Linked DNA regions of Gossypium arboreum: region 2 is linked to region 1. Evidence: chromatin contacts called from public Hi-C data. All regions are on one chromosome and are shown on one strand. Each heading gives the region's core, a stretch centred on a gene start, on an enhancer-like site or on the middle of the called end of the contact. The rest is flanking DNA. Distances are from core to core; before and after follow the strand shown.

Region 1 (6,351 bases), core at 1,209-3,708:
CCACATGGGTGTGTGCCCAGGCTGTATGCCCCTCTGATGCTTAAGAAATTGCAAGTCAGATTTGCCCATGGGCTGGCCACACGGCCATGGGAGCCCCACGGGCTAGCCACACGGCCATGTCCCAGGCCACACGGGCATGTGCCTCTATCTTCAAGGAAAAACTTCCAAAGTTGCCAGTTTAGTCCCGAACCACTTCTAAAACATGTATTGGGCCCCGTAGGCCCATATTAGGGACTTTATGGTGAAATTTAAAAAGATCTGATCTGGAACGTTAATTTATGACTCGATTTTGTATAAAAGTTAGTGTATAAGTTCGGCAATGCCTCGTAACCCTATTTCGGTGACGGATATAGGTTAGGGGTGTTACATACTGCTAATCCCTAACTTATTCTTCCCACTTCTTTCAAGTCGACTAGTAATAGTAGCCTCCTTAAGTGTATCAGATTGCAAGATTTATTTGGCATTAGCAGACCCCCAATCAACCACAAGATGGATGCGCACGCAAATCGTTCTCTTCAACGTCACTAGTAGAATCCTCGATAGTTTGGAAGTTGTCCTCAAACCATCTCATCTTGATCTAGCTACCCCTAAACTTGTTCAGCACCTTCCCTGGTAGTTGCTCGCATGTTGCACTCGAATCAACACTAATAAATGGCCCTGTAACAACTTCCATATTGAATCGTAGACTGAGTTTTAAACTAATGTCCTCGAGTGTGATTGTACATTCGCCGCAGGGAAGATGAAATGTGGGTATCTCCAGTCTTCATCTTTTGTCCAAAGCACTAATAAGTGGGGGGGATCCAATTTAGTCCCCCGAGCATGCGAGCCACGTATAAAAATCATGCATCTCGCAAGTGTCCTTAAATGGCATCCAGTGCACCTTCACTTAAATTGTTTATGTACGTCTCCAAAATCCGATCTTCGAAATGAGTAAAACATAAAAAATTAATAATCTAAAAAACATAATAATTAACCATTTAAAATTAGATAATTTAATAAATTTTCTTACCATTTGTAATTGAATACCACAAATATACTTGTTATCTAAACGAATAAGCTGGTTTGCCTTTTAAAAATTATAACGAATAAAATAAAATCGAAGAGAAAAAATTAAAAAATAATAAATGAGGATAAAAAATTGAGGATTGAAAATTGAGGATTGATAACATAAGATGGAAGAATGAGTATTAAGTATTTGGTTGAAAATGATAAAGTTTAGAGGGGTTTATATAAGGAATTTTATGGTTGTTGGAGTCCTTATAGTCGTTAGAAAAGTTACTATTGGAAGGAAAACGCGCCCTACCGGGAATGTTTTTATTCTCTCTTCTGAAAACACGTTCTACAAAGTGCGTTTCCGCTTATGTGGCAGCAAAAGCGCTCCTTCTAAAACGTGTTTTCCTTTTTCTCTCCAAAAATAACGTAAATTAGTAAATTTTGAAGAAATCAATATACTTTATCAGATCTTTTATTTTTTTCATCATATTCTATTAACTTAACCGATTAAATTTAAATAAAATTTATTAATAAATAATCAATAGTAATATTCTTATTTAATCCTATATTTGGATAATTAATAATAAAACAAAGATAAACAAATTTTATTTCTTGTTTGATTAGTGTGTAGAAAGGAAAGTAAATTCTTTGCATAGATAATTTTTAATTATAACCTTACTTAAATAATATAAAATAATTAAATTAAATTAAAATTATATAAAAATGTTCTTTATAAAATGATATCTACACGTGTTAATCAAAAAGTATAAATTGATTTGATAAAATTATAAATTTAATATAAATTTTTAAAAGTGAGGAGTCTTAATAATTCAAGAAGGAGAAAATAATTTTAATAGTTTGCTAAATTTATACAAATTTAAAAGGTAAAAAAGAGTCATAATAGTCTGGTAATTCCCTGAGTGACGGCGATGGTTCTAACGAAGACCGTAACACCAAAAAAGTAAGATTCAACGATATTGATGAAAATCCAGTAGAAAACATGGTGGTGGACATGGCCCTGGTGAGTGGTGCTACATGGAAGGATAAATTGCTTGGGGGAAAAGGTTCTAGATCTTTGGTCTCCTTCATGAATCTAAGCGAGACTTTTGACGAGACTTCGATTTTGAAGATGGATACATCCTTAGATCCACTGTTAATGGTATCCCTGCCATTGATTTCTCTGATAGAATTAAGAAAATTTTGGTCAAAGACATGGAAACCACAGTGGTGGTAAAATTGTTGGGGCGTAATATTGGATATGGTGTATTTTTCAACTGAATTTCGAGTCTTTAGAAACCATCTAAGCCCTTTCGATTAATGGATGTGGAAAATGAATACTACCTGGTTCGTTTTCAAGACAAAGATGATTACGAAATGGTTTTGGCAGAAGGACCTTGGGTGGTTTTTGGCCACTATCTCACAGTTCAGCGATGGACGGTTGATTTTAATCCGTTCAGGCCTTTCCCTAGTGTGGTTCTGGCCTAGATCCGATTCTAGGGATTACCAGGATTTCTGTACAACAAATGAGTATTAGAGGAAACCGGAGGGTTGGTCAGGAAAGTGGCCAAAATGGACATTAAAACAGGTAGGAGACGAGGGATCAGTTCGCTAGGATGGCGGTGTTCGTTAACTTAGAGAAATCATTAACCTCACACGTTCTGATTAATGGCAGGATACAAAGAGTAGAGTTTGAGGCTCTTCCTGTGGTTTGTTTTTCTTGTGGTAGATATGGACATTTGAAAAATGTTTGCCCTTTTTCTTTGACAGGTAAGATCACAATTAGCAGTCAACGCGTAGCCTCTGATTCGGCGGTGAATGGCTTTGCTCTACCAAAGACAGGGGAAGCCTTTGACCCTTGGATGGTTGTTAAACATAAATCATGGCACAATCAAGCTAGGAATAGGAATCATTAAGCTAAGATCCCGAAAAAATTTCAAACGACTTCCAAATTTGCTGCGCTGGAAATTGATTTAACGACATTTGAGGGTGAAGAATCCCGAAAGTTTGGGAATTAATTTCCTATAGAGGGATTTTGCTAAAAAATTAAAACGCAATTTTGAGGGGATCAAAAGCTGGGTCAGTGGAGAAGGAAAACACGGGAAAGTTGTCGCTGGACCAGAGCAGCAATAATGGGCCAAAAAAGTCAGTGAAGCCGACTAGCCTGGGACAGACATTAATAAACAGGGATTAGTGAGGTCTGCAGCGCTAGGGGGCCTGGACGCTGCGCCAGAACAGGCGGAGGGCCAGCAACACCTAGGGTGGGCTGGACAGAAAGCAGCGGGCTTGGAGGAAAAAAGAGATTTAGTTTTTGGACAAAACGATGCGGGCTTGGAGCAGGAGCAGGATTTAATTGTTAACCTAAAGTGGTGGGTTTGGAGCAGGCCAAAACTCCTAGAACAGGCTAGGTAAAACTTGATGGAACTCCTATCTTGCATTTTAATCCAATGCTCGAAGGTTCTTTAGAATCCGTGGTAACTTTAATTCCCAATTTATTCGACCCTAAATTTCTGCTGTGATTTTTAAAGAGAACAGTGACCTACAATTAAATTCTAAAAGAGCCAATGAGGGAACAGTGGCCTATGAAAGCCCTCGTATTTCTTCTAAAGGGTAAGGTTTTGGGATTAAAAGTGGACATGGATGACCGGAAAAGGCATTGAATAAGACTATTTGTGGACGAGAGCGTCATTTTAAACTTGCCAATAATTCTTGTGTTCAACTACCGGAAGCCATGAATTCTATGGTTAAGCTCTTCAGTGATCAAATGGTTTCCTCAGTAGATAAGTCTGGCATTCAAGATGGTGATGACCGTACATCTGTTTTGCTCTAGTGGTCGGTTATTTCTCTAATTTTTTAATTTAATTTATAAATTTTACTATTTTATCTTGGAATTGTCAAGGTTGTGCTAATTTAAAGTTTCTCCATGTTTTTCGTGAATATAACCGTGAACACAGACCGGATTTAATTGACCTTTTAGAAATGAGGGATAGTGGTGAAAAAGTCGATTCAATTATCTCGAAGCTCGGGTTTCAACATTCTAATCGTGTGGAAGCAATAGGGTTTTCGAGTGGTATTTGGATTGTTTTAAGGGATTCTTTTTGTGTTGAGATTATCAAAAGTCATTCCCAATTTCTCCTTGTTAAGGTTTTTGGGAGTAACTTCAAACATTCTTTTTTCACCACCTTTATTTATGGTAGCCCTGATAGTTGTAAAAGAAGACATCTATAGGGGCTTTGCATAGTACGATTCCGATGGATGATTCTCTGTAGATGGCGATTGTTGACTTTAACACTTTTTTTTCCTCTAATGAAAAGAGAAGAGGGCAGATTGTAGGGAAAATGTGTTCTCTTTTTGGAGATTTTATGGAGTCAGCTCAGTTGCATGATTTGGATTTTAAGAGACCGCAATTCACTTGGCCGAAAGGGGGTATGGTGGAACGTTTGGACAAGGCCATTTGTAATAATGCATGAAATTTCACCTTTTCAAACTCAATGGTGACTCATTTGCTCTGTCTTATATCTGATCATAGACCTTTATACTTGTTCTTGTTGCTTGAGACTCATTTGTCCAATAGACGTCCTTTCAAGTTCTTAGCAAGTTGGGTTGAGCATCCAGCTTTCTTAAAATTTTTCAAAAGTAAATGGAGAGTTTCTGATAACATTTATTGCGTGTAAAATAACTAATTCAATTGTGCAAGTGTACACGTCATTCAAGTAATAAAGTGATAAGTAAATATTGTTTCCACAGGGATCGAAAACTGATAAGAAATTGAGTACGTTATGATATTTCTGTTAACTATACCAAAATATCAAGGACTAATCTCAGAGTGAATAAGAAGCTTGAATAATGAATTACTGAAATTAAATATAACAAACAAAGAATTGATATGGCAAATAAAATGATGTGGCAAATCACAGAGAATATCAAGAGAATTTCTGTTGTTGAATGAATAGGGTTGGAATTATTCAAGTGAAATGTTCATATCAAAATAATGTCATGGAAAAATATTGTCTACCTACTGCTTAAAGATTCGCTACTGTGACTTGCCTATTTTGATAGCTATATCTTAACCTAAAAACAAAGTTCATGTACGTCTACAGAACTTGGGATTGGTAACTACAATGAACATTACTCTCTGTACAGCTCGCAACATCTATGTTTAGAGTGCTACGAATATTCTGTCGAGTATTTGCTTATATCAAACGATTTAAGATCCAGTATACTTAACCTTTTTAGAATTAAATGCACCTAAGAACACAACCTACATTCAACTAATTCTAAAGCTTGCATGCATGTATTTAAAACATTTTAAAAAGAATGAAATAGTTATATAGATAATCTCAAATCATGGGCACTAAAGATGATAAAACTTTCACTCAAAAAACTCTAACCTAGAAAAGATTTAGTTCATGGGTGGAAAAGTAAACATCAAAATAAAATCATTCATCAACATTTGTCAAATAATTTTTTGAAACACATAAATGTCAATCTAGAAAATAAAGGCAGAACTACAAGAATCCTCACCACACTCCAGCTTCTCTTTTATCTTTAGATTGCTCGTGAATCCAGGATAGATTTCTTTTCCCCTTCCTCACGTCTGTGTTCTGCTCTCTTTTAAGCTGCTACCCTCTCTTTCTCTGGAATTTTGCAATGGAGTTCTTCTTTTCGCAGAGAGAAAATTGTTGTCACAAGTCTATTTCTCACGCTAATTCCCTCTAATTCTTTTTCTTTTTCTCTCTCATTCTTTTATTAGATGTATCTGTCCTTCTCAACACACATTTATTTCTCCTCTTTTTCATGGTGGTTTTTCTTGTACACGTCTAATTGGCTTAGAGTGACGTGGATAGAGTGCTGAGTCATCTTCTTGGAATTGCCATGGCAATTATGTTGACCATCAATCTCACCATTTGCCACGACAATGTTTCACTTCCCTTATTTTCCTTCTACATCCTCTTCATCCTCTTCTTATACCTACACCTGTGTCCAATGACAACTACAACTTTTCCTTCCCCATGTAATAAAAGTAATAAATGATAACCATTAGAGCTCAATCCAAGCTTTATTATGCAATGTTTTAAAGTTATCCTAAAAATACAGATGTATTTACTTGATTACAAATAAATAATTCCATTTAAAGGCCTAAAATATAACTCTTTTCAAGAGTTATCACACCCTCGAACCTGAATTATTGCTTGTCCTCAAGTAAACAATGTATAAATGTGCATGAATGCAAGGAATTGACAAAACAATCAGTCACCAATTATACTACCAAATCATAATGAGCATACTGTGTACCTCTATTCTCAACAATCTTTTACTAAAACAAAGAAAAATTGCTTACAGTTCTTGTAAACTTATTTA
Region 2 (6,906 bases), core at 2,512-5,011, 590 kb after region 1:
ATTGCAGCAAATCCCGTGTTTCATGAATGGACTAAACACATAGAAATATATTGTCACTTGTAAGAGAAAAATCGAGAAAAGGGTTGATTCAACCAAAGTACGTGCGAACTGATGAATAGATTGTTGATATAATGACTAAAGCTCTCGGAATTTAACAACATGAGTATTTAGTGTCCAAGTTGAGGATCAAGGACTTATATCACCCTCCAACTTGAGGGGGAGTGTAAAAGAGATGCTAGTACTTAGTTAGATTGTTAGTGATAGCAATTAATTTGTTAGTAGTTAGTAATCAGGTGGTTAGTAGCACTTAATGAAAAGTATAAATGTATACACAATGTAACTTAAAACATCTTTTCTTTACCGCAATAAAAAAAATTGATGTATTCTCTAGAGCTTTAACATTAGATACAAGAGGTTATAGGAGCTTAATATCTTATCAACGTAATATTTTAACACTTTTGATCTAATGTATAATGATTAATTTATTTATTTTTAAAATAGAATGGATAAAATACAATCTACTTTTGAAAAAACTTTATGTAATATTTTAAAAAATTTATTTCAAATATGAAATACCTTTTACGGCATAAGAAATCAAAATAAATTATAAATAAAAATAAAATTCAATTCAAATAACTATCAATTTTTTTTTTCAAAAGAAAACCTGCTCAAACATAGATGCCATAAATAGAGTATGGAAGAGAGGAGACTCGGTACGCAGCATTGCCACGTAAAAGGAAAGCTCCAACCAATTATATATCTTCAAACTTGACTCTGACTCCAAGCATCGACCACACCACATTTAATTACCATATCTGGCATTAAAAGCTAATTTTAAAGTATAGAGGATCTTATTTCAGAGAAATAAGTATTGAGGATCATTAATTTATTTATTTATATCTCCAACATAGAGGTGTGTATGGTCGGGTCAGGCCGGGTTTAGGTCGGGTTTGGGTCGGGTTCAACTAAAATTCTATATCCGTTTGTTAGGTTCGGGCTTGGTCCGGCCCGAAAAATAGGCCTAAAATTTTGCCTAAGTCCAACCCGAATAAAAATGTTAAGACCCGGCCCGTCTCGGCCTGTCCATATTAATTTTATATTATTTTTATATAATTTTAAATTATATATAATACATAAAAATACTAAAAACATCAAAATAAATATTTCCCAACAAATTGAAAATAAATTTTAAAAATATGTATACTTAAATAACACTAGGGTAGATGCAACTTAACAAACAAATGCTTTTAAAATAATAACAAAATTAACAAATTGTCTTTAAAATAATAACAAAATTAATAAAAATAAATTTTATACAATATTCAAATAATAACAACATAATAGTAAAATGTAGCAAAAAGGAGAAAACAATAAGAAAATAATATTAAAAATATTTTTTTGTCATTTAGTAAATTCGGGCCGGGCCAGGCCAAAAATGTCTTACCGAGGCCCCGATCATTTTTTAAACGGGCCTTATTTTTTTGTCCAAGACCATTTTTCAGGCCTATATTTTTCTCCAAACCCTCCTACATTTTGAGTGAGTCTTTGAGCCTAGTCGGGTGACCCGACCCATGAATAGGTCTAACATGCATATAAATCACTCATGTATCCAATCATATTTAATATAATATACTCGTTCATATTCATGTTTTTTTTTTTTCCAATTTTATCATTACAATATTGAAATAAAAGTGAGGAAATTATAGGGTTTGGATTCTCATCAACTAAGTGTCGATAAGAATTTTAATTGTCTTAATTATGTCATGTTATTAATTTATTTAAATTTTTAGAATTTACAAATATAATACAAATCACAAGTAATTTATGTTTAATTAACTAGAATCATAATAAACTCAATATAAAATATAATAAATTTATAAATTAAAATATATCTAAACTTAAATTGGAATAAATATAAACATAACCACATATAGTAAAATTTAAACTCATATTCAACGAGATAATAGGACTAAAACTAGATGATCAAAGTCCCAAATCTTCAACTTTGCCAAAAAACGCAAAACATCTTTGGCCTAAATTTTGTTTTAAATTGAGGTAATTAATAGTGTTATATATAGAGACTTAAGTGGATGGGGTCTTGATTTAATAACAACAAAAGTTATCAAATCATTATGAATTCGTATCTACGTCTCTAAATTTATTCTAGCGTAAGTATATATATTAAGGTGATATTGTCTTATACGAATTATGTAAATATAACTATATAAGAGAAATTATTTGATATAATATTAATGAAGTTTTAAACTTTATAAATAAAGTTAAGAGACTGACAAATCTCTTATATTAGTATAATTAAATATTAAAAATAAATATTTAAAAAAAAGGTACATATATCAAATTTTAAAACAGTTTGTAGAATAAAATGCGTACACAACTAATATACTAAATGCTCACTTTAAACATAATATTAATTAAAGAAATATTAATTAGTAAAATAATCAGATCAAAACATTAGTGAATAGTAGTTAATGTGATTCAATCTATTTTTCTCAAATCAAATAAAAAATGAGTGAATAGTAGTTAATGTAAAGAGCCCTTAAACTTTTTTTTTAAAAAAACAATTACGTGGGTTTTTTTCTTTTTGCACTCAATTGAATTTTTTTTATGCATTTTTAAAAGTTCAAGTATCCAAGTGCAAAAAAAAAAAAAAAAAGGGCTTCTTTTTTTTAATTTTGAGGGTTTTTTTCACCCTGAAGCCAATTTTAAATAACTCTTTGTGTAAAGTACAAGAGCAACCTTCCAATTATTTAATTTATTCTATTCTGATCACTAAACTATTACTTTTTTATTTAATCACCCTACTTTTCGAAATTAAATATTTTAGCCACTCTTATTATTAACTTAGTAGCGAAAGTCTAACATAGGCTTTTTTATTGGCCTAATAACACATTTAGTCTTCCAATATTTATATATTCTATCAATTTAACCTTAAATCTAATTAATTCAACAAATTTAACCTTTAATGTTTACAAAATTTATCATTTTAGTTATAATTCTAAAATTCTAAAATATATTTTAAAAACTTAAAAATATTTTTATATTTACTTTTTAAAATTTTTATCATTTTTATTTATTTATTTTATAATTATATTTATTTTTTCTCATCAACTTTGCTCATTTTCTTATCAACCAAGTATGTAAAAACACCATAAATTTAAATCATGTTTTTATTTAATCTCTTTTGATTTAATCTTTTTTTTCTTTTATCACATTGTTTATCTCACATACCTAATTAAAACTCAAAAGAAGATAAAAATAACTATTTATAAACCCAACAATGGTTGGGTTGATAAGACCAACACCGACAACCTTAGTCTTTACTACAGACTCTAATATTTTCGTGTTTTTACCATTTTTAACTTAAGCATTAAAAAGTGATTGCATGTGAAGACTATTGCATTTGATATTTCTAACTTCGCAAATTGAATGAAAGAAAGAATAAAGAGAAGATACTATTGAAAGTTATTTTAGATAAAAGATATTTAAAATAATTTTATATTTATAATTAGAAAGAAAATGATAAAGATGCTAATTTAATTAAATGTTATATAGGTATAGAAATGAGTTTTTAATAAAGACATGGTGGTGTTTATGAAAAATAAAAACGTGCTCGTTTTCATACTTCGAAATGTAAAAAATGATTTGTAGTGAATGTGACTGAAGGGGTTCAAGAGTCAAAAGTCAACGTTATCCGCTGCCTTCTTATTTATATATTTATTTCAGCTACCATAATAAATAGTGAGCAATAATTTCATACGTCCACACTATAAAATTCGTAGCCCATATATTTGACCGGCAATCCACTTCCTGCACCCATATTTACATTTCATTAAAAACATGACAATACTTATCTTTTGCATGCTTTCTTTTATAATTTGTTTACAAATTAACTATAGTTTCAACCTCAATATATATCCGTCTCTACAGTCTATCACCCTCTTCAATACATGTATATACTCCATCTTTTGTTTTTGTCTATAAAATATATTTTTATCAATCAAATATTAATTAACTTTAAAATTTTAAAATACTCAAAACCAATTTTGATGAAAATGTACATTTAATTTGATAAAAGAATTGCACTTCAAATTATGTGAAAATTATGTTGCTTACCTTATTAATGGCCTAAACAATAAATTTATTAATTATCTCTCATAAAAAATATTGATGATTATATTTAATCTAAAATTATTAGAAAGAGCATCTAATTTCCTCTACTCCATCTCCAATAATAAAATGCAAAGTGGACTAAGTTTATAAAATTCCTATACTTTGTATTGTGATTAATAAAATTTACTTTTAACAAGTTTTAATATGTGTACTAAATAAACTTAAAATATTTTGGGTCGTTAATCCTATTCATTCAATTAGAGGTAAATTCAAGAGGGCAAATCATATATGATGAAACTATTCATTCATCTAGAAGTGAATTTAAGAGGGCAAGTCATATATGATGAAACTATTAGTTAATACATGATAGCATTACATTTTATCTTTAAAAATAAAATATTTTATTCCATACAAAAATAATAAAGCTATATATTGTATATGATAAAATTATGTTTAACCTCTCAAAAATTATAATGTAATTCAAATCTTCTACAATCCTGCTTATAAATATTTTTTAATTTTACCAGCAATGAATAAAATAATTATCCATATATATATATATATATATATATATATATATATATATATATATATATATATATATATATATATATATATATATATATCATTTAATACGTTGCAAGTTGAATATTTTAACTCTGAAAATAAACTTTAAAACTTTCATATATACAACACTTAATTTTTATTTTTATCATACCTTAAAATCTAGAATCTGTCAAATAATATTCATAAATGAATATGTATCACAATGTGCCATCTATAAATATAATGAACACTTGTTATTGAGATTTAAAATGATCCTTACCCGTTTGTGACTTGAAATGGTCGGAGCTCACATGGTGATGGGAGAAGAATTAAGGTGTATGGCGCCCACTTCATCAGAATTTGTTCCTTTTTATCTTTTGGTAATATACAAATTAAGAATTGCTTGTTTTTTATGGGGGAAATTAAGAATGACTTCGAGGATTCTTGCAAGTTCCCTAACCCCAAAAATTAATTAATAAATACAAAGATTTTTTTTTTCTTTTGGTTTTATGTGTTAACTACGCCATGTGATAGTCACCTTCTTTGTCTCCTTGACTTTGGGGGGGGGGGGGGGGGGTTAGGCTAATATTTGAAGCCCCCCCAAGGAACAACTTAAATTTATTATCTATTCATATATAAATGTTAAGACGGTTGGGAGTTGGAGAGTAATAAAATCCTTTGCCTGCTTGGTCAATTTGAGTAACATGGGCATTCGTTACATGGATTATACATTTGTTTGTAAATGATCCAACATGTCCAATTTAGAAAGTTTCCTCCAATCATTTCAGCAACCAATGATTATGATGGCTAATTGACCATTTCAATACAGAATGAAACTAATTTCCCCCTCAAAGTAAACAATAACATCCATGCAGAGATACCTTGTTTCAATTAAATGACAAATTATGTATTTTTCTACATTATTGTAGAGGTTATTTAAAAGATTAAAGTTGGAATTCATGTGAACTGAGGACTAATCAACATAATTTCTTTTTCATTCCAACTACCACTCCTTCAATGTCCGTCCAAAGGCCGAATAAGTATGTTTTACTATCTATGAAGCTTAAATTTAAATATTTTATTAATTTAGATAAATTTGTGTTAAGTCATGTTCAAAAACCAATTGGTAATTCGAATTTAACAAGCTACCAAATTGATATTCTAATTTGAACAGTAGGCAAAAACAAACCAACTCTTTTTTATTCAACCATTTGTATATAAATGATAAATCCCGAGTAAAAAACACTGGTCTCGGACTAATGGCTACTTATAGATTGCATCGTCAAGCCTTCTTTCAATATGAAAAACATGCCAACCTCATGAAGTTAATTCATCCTTATTCATAAAACAATATTAATTTTAAATTTATGTTTCACCTCATAGTCGAACAGTAGATAAAACAATAATCTTGGTGTAGTTAAAATTTTTGAGTTGGCATGTTTGATTTTTTAAATCATATAACTTATGATTTAAATTTGTTGAGCAGCAAATGAGGAAGAAATTTTGTCCTACAAAATAAATTAATTATCCTCATCCATTTGATAGCCTAGGAGAAGTTTGAAGTGCTTAGAGAGACTATCTTTATCCTTATCTTTTAAGTGATATGAGGTTGTTTTAATGATGGATTAATGAGATTATTTATTAGAGAATTTGTGCAAATAATTTCAGCATTTGACTAAAGGGATAAAGCTTTATCTTGTGGCTGCAGATCATGCTGTTCATTGCCTGCAGCTCGATGGGGATATTGTTGGACAGTTTGTTGAGTGTCTTTAGTTTTTGTATTTTGCTATTTTAATTGGGTAAATTAGTGACACTATTTTAGGTATTTATTGGAGAGAGTTTTATTGTTTGTATGTGGGGAGATTTTGGGAGAGTGGTTTGTAACCATTTGAGTTTAATATTGGGGCTGCAAATATTCATTGGTGTAAGGGTAGTTTGGACTTTAGCTAATAGTTGATTTGGACGAATTATGGAATAAAATATTCTCTAAGCAAGGCTTCACATATTAAAGAATTCGAATTGCGTTAACAAATATTACATATTATTTTCTCCTTACTTTTCTCTTTGCTTCACTTTATTTTAAAATTGTTCTATCATAATTTATTCTGTCCCATTCTTTACTTTAACAGAACTTAGAACAATTTATTTTGTAATCAACTAAATTATATGTTCCTACAATAGTTCAAATATCAAAGTTGGAACAAAGTGAAAACCAAAACTTTTTCATTT

Evidence for each region. A called contact is a pair of places that touch in the nucleus more often than the background predicts.
Region 2: a Hi-C map of leaf shows a contact between it and region 1, with 5 times the contacts expected there. The contact joins two enhancer-like sites. A contact is called at or near these places in 2 of 5 Hi-C or Micro-C datasets (both in leaf).

Annotation. Positions count from the first base shown.
Region 1 is chr2:85,739,648-85,745,998 of ASM2569848v2, forward strand. No RefSeq gene overlaps it. Among protein-coding and RNA genes, the nearest start is that of LOC128289669, 57 kb to the right of the region's middle. Within about 2 kb of position 2,459, at least 2 of the 2 cell types and tissues checked have an H3K27ac peak or open chromatin away from gene starts, as enhancers often do. A contact at or near this core is called in leaf, where this site is marked.
Region 2 is chr2:86,325,005-86,331,910 of ASM2569848v2, forward strand. No RefSeq gene overlaps it. Among protein-coding and RNA genes, the nearest start is that of LOC108466699, 22 kb to the left of the region's middle. Within about 2 kb of position 3,762, at least 1 of the 2 cell types and tissues checked has an H3K27ac peak or open chromatin away from gene starts, as enhancers often do. A contact at or near this core is called in leaf, where this site is marked.